Linked DNA regions of Sus scrofa: region 1 is linked to region 2. Evidence: chromatin contacts called from public Hi-C data. All regions are on one chromosome and are shown on one strand. Each heading gives the region's core, a stretch centred on a gene start, on an enhancer-like site or on the middle of the called end of the contact. The rest is flanking DNA. Distances are from core to core; before and after follow the strand shown.

Region 1 (3,005 bases), core at 110-2,609, 65 kb after region 2:
TAACCTGCTGAGCCAAAAGGGAACTCCCCATTTATTATTTTTATAATCAAAAAGCCCTAAGACACTGTGAACTATGATCAAACATATGTTTGTCTATTGGTTTACACTATGACCCTCTAGATTTGATGCTAGAACAGATATAATAACCATGTGCAAAGGGACCCAGCTGTTGGTGCATCTTCATCTGCAGCCTGAGTAATGAAGAGTCCCTTGGGAATATTATATAACCAGTCTACCTGGTTCTGAATTTATCCCTTATTCTCCAGGATTTTGAATTGACTTTGAAAAACTGATGTTGTTGGATGTTTATGAAATATAAGACTGGGATTTTAAAGTTCTTTGATATTCTACTCAAATATTTTCCATCGGCCAGCCTCTTAAATTAACATTATTTTGAAGTCTAGCCAGTTCAAAGACTACAAAATCAACTATGATGCTTGGTGTTTGTCACGTCACGTTTCCACAAACCTATCCATGAAGAAGTTTAAAACACACAGTAGCTTTCCACCCATGACATCAGTATCACAAAGTGGTGATTCTGCCCAGAATGTAGCTGGTTTAACCAAGATGCCATGAAGGACTCCCTTATTCCTTCAGTAAACTCATCTAAATCTGTGTCTAGAGACCTCCCCTAATTTCTACAAAAATTCCGAACACTTCTTCACAGAGGCTTTTTTCTGCCTCTACTCTTGAATCCACAGAAGTTAACCCTCGTTCTACTCAGTTAATCTAGACACAAGCTCCAGCCTTTACACCTTTCAATTAAGAAAGAAAGAGAGAGAGAAAGAAAGACTCACACCAAATTTTTCATCAGTTCAGTAATTTCAGCGAAGATGTGTGCAGGAGGGAAGGGAAGGAAGAGTTACGTGGGCAGAGGGCAAGCTGGTTGCTGCCCTCTCATTGGCTGCAGCCCCTCCCCTGTCTCTCCAGATGCTGCACTGGGAAGTTACTGCCAAATTGCTCCCTTTGTCTCAGAAACATTCCGCCCACACCCTAGCCCCTCCGGGGCTCTCTTCTACTCTCCCAGCTCTTATCAGGGTATTTTTCAAAGTAAACACATTTCCCTTTCTGAGGGGAGTCCTGGTGCCCCACTGCCTTGTTACACGTGATGCACCAATTTTCATATTGGAGCTGCTTGCAGTGTTGCAATGGACAGCAGGAGGTTCCGTGTATTTTAGAGTTTGGTGAGCTCCATTTTTACCAAAAATAAAATAGTTTAAAAACAAAGTCGAGCCACAGGAAGGGATGCTTGGAGGGAAGGAACTAACAAGTGGTTTTCTACATTCGCTCAAAGGGAAGGCTGTTGATCTGTGAGGTTTGTCACTGCTGGCTTCCGAAGCCAAGGTACTTAAAAGAACAGGCATTTTCACTTTCTATAGGACTGTATTTTGCTGCAAACTGTAACCATGCATAATGAGCTTTTGATGCATTTCCTTTAAGTTAGTTGGTGTAATCATAGGGTTTTGCATTTTCTGATCCTCCCCTCTTAATTGAGGGATTGCCACACACAAGATGACATCACAAATTCCTTAGTTTCATTAGAAACAGCCCCTGCTCTGTCCACTTAGGTTAGGTTGTGAGAATTGCTTTTCTAAAAGAAATACATTTATCTGAAAGCCACAGAAAATATAGGGTAGGCTTTGAAACAGCAGGAATTAGTGCCTTCAGGATACTTCATTTATATGGCATAATGAAATTTGATTCCTTTGAAATTGACAAGTAAATGTAAGTCAAGGAAAAACTGACGGTCATTTTTTATGGAAACGTTTCATGGGGGTTTTAGTTTTCACATCATTACATGTTCTTTGGCAAAGTTGGTAATGAGCATGTAACCTGCTTCATGCAATTAAAAGGAGTATAACAGTTAATTTGGGGGCAAGGTTATTATTTGAATATTTATGCATAATTATTATAAACAAATGCCCATAGAATTAATTTATCTGGGCCTATATATACATATTCAAGTCCCCCTCTATTCCTTCTTGCCCCCTGCTTGGTAATTTGACTCACTTTAATTATGTTTTACCATCACATTGCTTCTTAATAAGATAGTCATTTCTGGCTATCTCTGCAATGAAATGCCGTTCATGGAGTTTCATCTGCACTAAAAGATTTCTTCAGTCAGTACCACAGAATTATTTGTCCCAGATGGATAGTGGAGAATTGTACTGTTTCTAAAGCAGTTCTCCTTTGCAAATGCCCAATTTACAAAGCCTTTCAAGGATATTAATGTAAATAGCCATGACTCTTCTAATCAATTTTCCCTCTGCCTGTGTTTGACCACCGCATGGAAAAGCAGGTGATGAGAATGTAATCCAAAAGAAACATAAATGACTATTTTTTCAGAAAAGTTGTTTAGGACTTCAACTGTCTGATTTCCACAGCTGTGAATCTCTTCATGTGCCCAGGGACCCTACCACCTCCATAAAAATCAGGCTCCCAGGGAAGACCACAGAATGGTAGTATCCGATCTACCTAAGTGCATGTTCAAAAAATAAGGTGACATTTAGATGTGTAGGATATGCTTATGAGAAATACACCATGAATTTATGTTTAAGGCAGTGGAGCATCATCCTGACACCTGGCATTAACCGAAAGGAGAATATGCAGATTAAAAAGGCATGTTTTCCAGAAGCCTGAGGGCCAGTTGCAACACACTGAGTTTTGTCAAAATGTGGATTCCAGAGTTCCCACTGTGGGCAAGGGTTCGATCCCTGGCCCAGTGCAGTGGGTTAAAGGATCCAGCGGCGGTTGCAGCCGTAGCTTGGATTCAATCCCTGGCCCAGGAATTTCCATATGCTGCAGATGTGGTCATAAAAAAAATTTTTTTTAATGTGGATTCCATTCCATTAAATAGACAATAATTAAATACTTACCACATACAAGGTATTGTAAGGGTGACGAGATGAGTAAATAGTTTCTTCCCTCAAAAAAATTATATCCTCTCAGACAAGAGGGTGTTAGTAGTAAAAATAATCCTGACTAGTATTTACTGAGTGTTTACC
Region 2 (2,884 bases), core at 349-2,848:
ACAGGTGCAGCACTAAAAGGACAAAAGAAAAAAATTAAAAATTAAAAAATTAAATGAATTTTCACCAGTTTTTAACATGTGATGCAAATGTCCCCAAAGCCCAAAGATAATCTTAGGGAATCAACCTGTGCATTCCAGCAGTCCAACTGATCACCATCCTGTATGGCAGCAAGTTCCCAAGATTCCTTTGGAGATGAAGGAGCCATTGGCTCTCTAAATACGCCAGGTGTCTCTTCTCCAGATTCACTTCTGCAAAGAGCATCAAAATGTTGGCTCCATGGGGGGCATCAATTGTTGTCTTCATTACTACCAGCAACTTGGATAGTGTCCAGTATTTAATTCATGCTCTCAAATTGGTTTGAATCTTAGACCCCCCACTTGTAAGCTGTGATTTTAGGCAACTGACTTAACCTCTCCAATTCTCAGTTTTCTCATCTGTAAGCTGGAATAATAATAGTAAATACTCACAAGGTTATCACAAATACTACTTTAAAGACTCCAGTTAAAGCATTATCACTATTTCAATAAGCACTTGATATATTTTTTTTAATTAGTTGCCTGTGTCATTACCTCTGCCTAGAATCTCTTCTTCCCATCCTCTTCTTTATTTCCTGACTGGTTCCTTTTTTAGGGTCTTAGCTCAAACATGGCTTCCTCTCTGCAGCCTTCAAAACCAAAAGTATTTTCCCAAAATTAGTTGCTTTCACAAATCCATTTTAGTAAAGATTCTTTAGGAGTTGATTATACTGATCCACAAAATAAGACAGCCCTGGAGTTTCCAACATGGATCAGTGGTTAACAAACCCAATTTGTATCCATGAAGACGTAGGTTCAATCCCTGGCCTTGCTCATTGGGTTAAGGATCTGGCATTGCCATGAGCTGTGGTGTTAAGTCATAGATGCAGCTCGGATCATGCATTGCTATGGCTGTGGTATAGGCCAGAAGCTCTGGCTCTGATTCGACCTCTAGCCTAGGAACCTGCATATACCATGGGTGTGGCCCTAAATAGACAAAAAAAAAAAAAAAAAAAAAAAGAAGACAGCCCTTTCACACTATAACTCCTGGTTTCTGTCACCTCATTAGAATAAAAGATACTTCTGTCACTCTTATCACTTAGGAAATCCTAACAGTTTTAGGGGCTCTGTGCCAGGAACCAGGGACAAAAGCCAAATATCTTTCTTTTTTACCGCAGTGACTTAATTATTACATCAGTTGAGGATGCTTTGGGCTACAAGTGAGAACACGCCTAACTCACAGTGGTTTTGAAAGGAACGATTTAAGGTTTCACAAGCAAGAAATCTGGAGACCTTTCTTTGCTAGTGCTGGCTCATAGTTAAGCGCAGGCAGAGCTCAGGGGCATGGCTATAATTCCGTTCATCTCTTTTTCAGTGGCAAGAGGCCTACAAATGCTCAAACATTAGATCCTCATCCAGTGGGTCTCAAGAGCAGGAAATAGGCTGCAGAGAGTAGCAAAGAGTTTCTGCTTTCCCTCTTTGTCTGATCAAGTGGAAAATTTCTCCCAGAACCCCCCAGTATTTACTCATTGATTGGTTCACTCACTCAACAAATATTTAGTGGCTGTTATACACTAGGCACATGAGGTACATCAATGAACAAAGTGAACAAACATCCCTGTCTTCACAAAGTACACATTCCAGGAGCATACAGAAACAACAACAAAAAATAATACTTAAAAAGTTAATTAAGGAGTTTCTGTTGTGGCTCAGCAAGTTATGAACCCAATTAGTATCCATGAGGATGCAGGTTCGATCCCTGGCCTCGCTTAGTGGGTTAAAGGATCCACTGCTGCTGTGAGCTGTGGTGTAGGTCACAGATGAGGGTTGGACCTAGTGTTGCTGTGGCTGTGGCACAGGTGGGCAGTGCAGCTCCTATCCATCCCCCTAGCCTGGGAACTTACATATGCTGCAGGTGCAGCCCTAAAAAAAATTTTTTTTAAAGTTAACTAAATAGCATGTGAGAAAGGAACATGTGCTATGAATAAAAGAGAAATTAGAGCAGAGTAAGAGGGACCGGGAATGCATTTAAATTAGGTGGCCAAGGAGCTCATGAGAAGGGAACATTTGAACCACGTCTTGAAAGAGGCAGGGGGCTGTGTGTAGGGAAAAGCATGTGAGACAGAGTAGAGACCTGGGTCTTGCTGATACACCATAGGCACCTTTCTAAGTTGACTAATACCCTAGAGCAGTGGAGCACAATGATTCAGAGCATGTCACATCAGCATCAGACTGCCTGGCTACCTAGCATGGCTTAACGACTTTGTGCCTTAATTTTTCTCGTCTGGAAAATGGGAAAGATGACAATACCAGTACCTAATCAGGCTTGTGACGATACATAAAAATCACTGAAAACAATAGTAGACCCATCGGTGTACTTACTTGTTAATTACCTGGTATTAGCTAGCTGTTATTAAGCAATTTGCCAGCTCACCTAGAGATTTGCTGTATTTGCCCTGGCTGCTGCAGCAAAAACTTCAAATCTGCAAACGCAAAATTATTAGTTCCCTTAACACTGAATTCTGGGAGGTTGGTGGGCTCTGCCTTCCAGCAACCCTTGACAGATGAATTACTCTGCAGCCTTCATAACTCTAGGGACAGGCTCACTACTTTTTTTTTAAGATGATGGGAATTGATTTTTATCTTTAATTTTTGCTTACAAATAATTCATCTGTTATGAGAAAAATAACAAGCTCCAAGGGGAAAATGCAGGCACCAGTCTGTTCCCGTACTGTGTTGAATCAAAGGATAAGAATTACTTACCACCAATATACTTAATAAGAAATAATCTGCAAGTTATAATTTCAAGTTAGACTATAAATTGAGCCCTAGCTCTATCCATAGAGGTGTTCATCTAAAATTCAGTTAA

What was found. A called contact is a pair of places that touch in the nucleus more often than the background predicts.
Region 1: a contact with region 2 is called in a Hi-C map of liver, with 1.9 times the contacts expected there. The contact joins two enhancer-like sites. A contact is called at or near these places in 3 of 47 Hi-C or Micro-C datasets (blood and liver) and 2 of 2 datasets of contacts at active chromatin or transcription factors (alveolar macrophages and skeletal muscle).

The regions. Positions count from the first base shown.
Region 1 is chr5:32,855,107-32,858,111 of Sscrofa11.1, forward strand. No RefSeq gene overlaps it. Among named protein-coding and RNA genes, the nearest start is that of RAP1B, 54 kb to the right of the region's middle. Within about 2 kb of position 1,360, at least 24 of the 83 cell types and tissues checked have an H3K27ac peak or open chromatin away from gene starts, as enhancers often do. A contact at or near this core is called in liver, where this site is marked.
Region 2 is chr5:32,789,768-32,792,651 of Sscrofa11.1, forward strand. No RefSeq gene overlaps it. Among named protein-coding and RNA genes, the nearest start is that of MDM1, 120 kb to the left of the region's middle. Within about 2 kb of position 1,599, at least 3 of the 83 cell types and tissues checked have an H3K27ac peak or open chromatin away from gene starts, as enhancers often do. A contact at or near this core is called in liver, where this site is marked.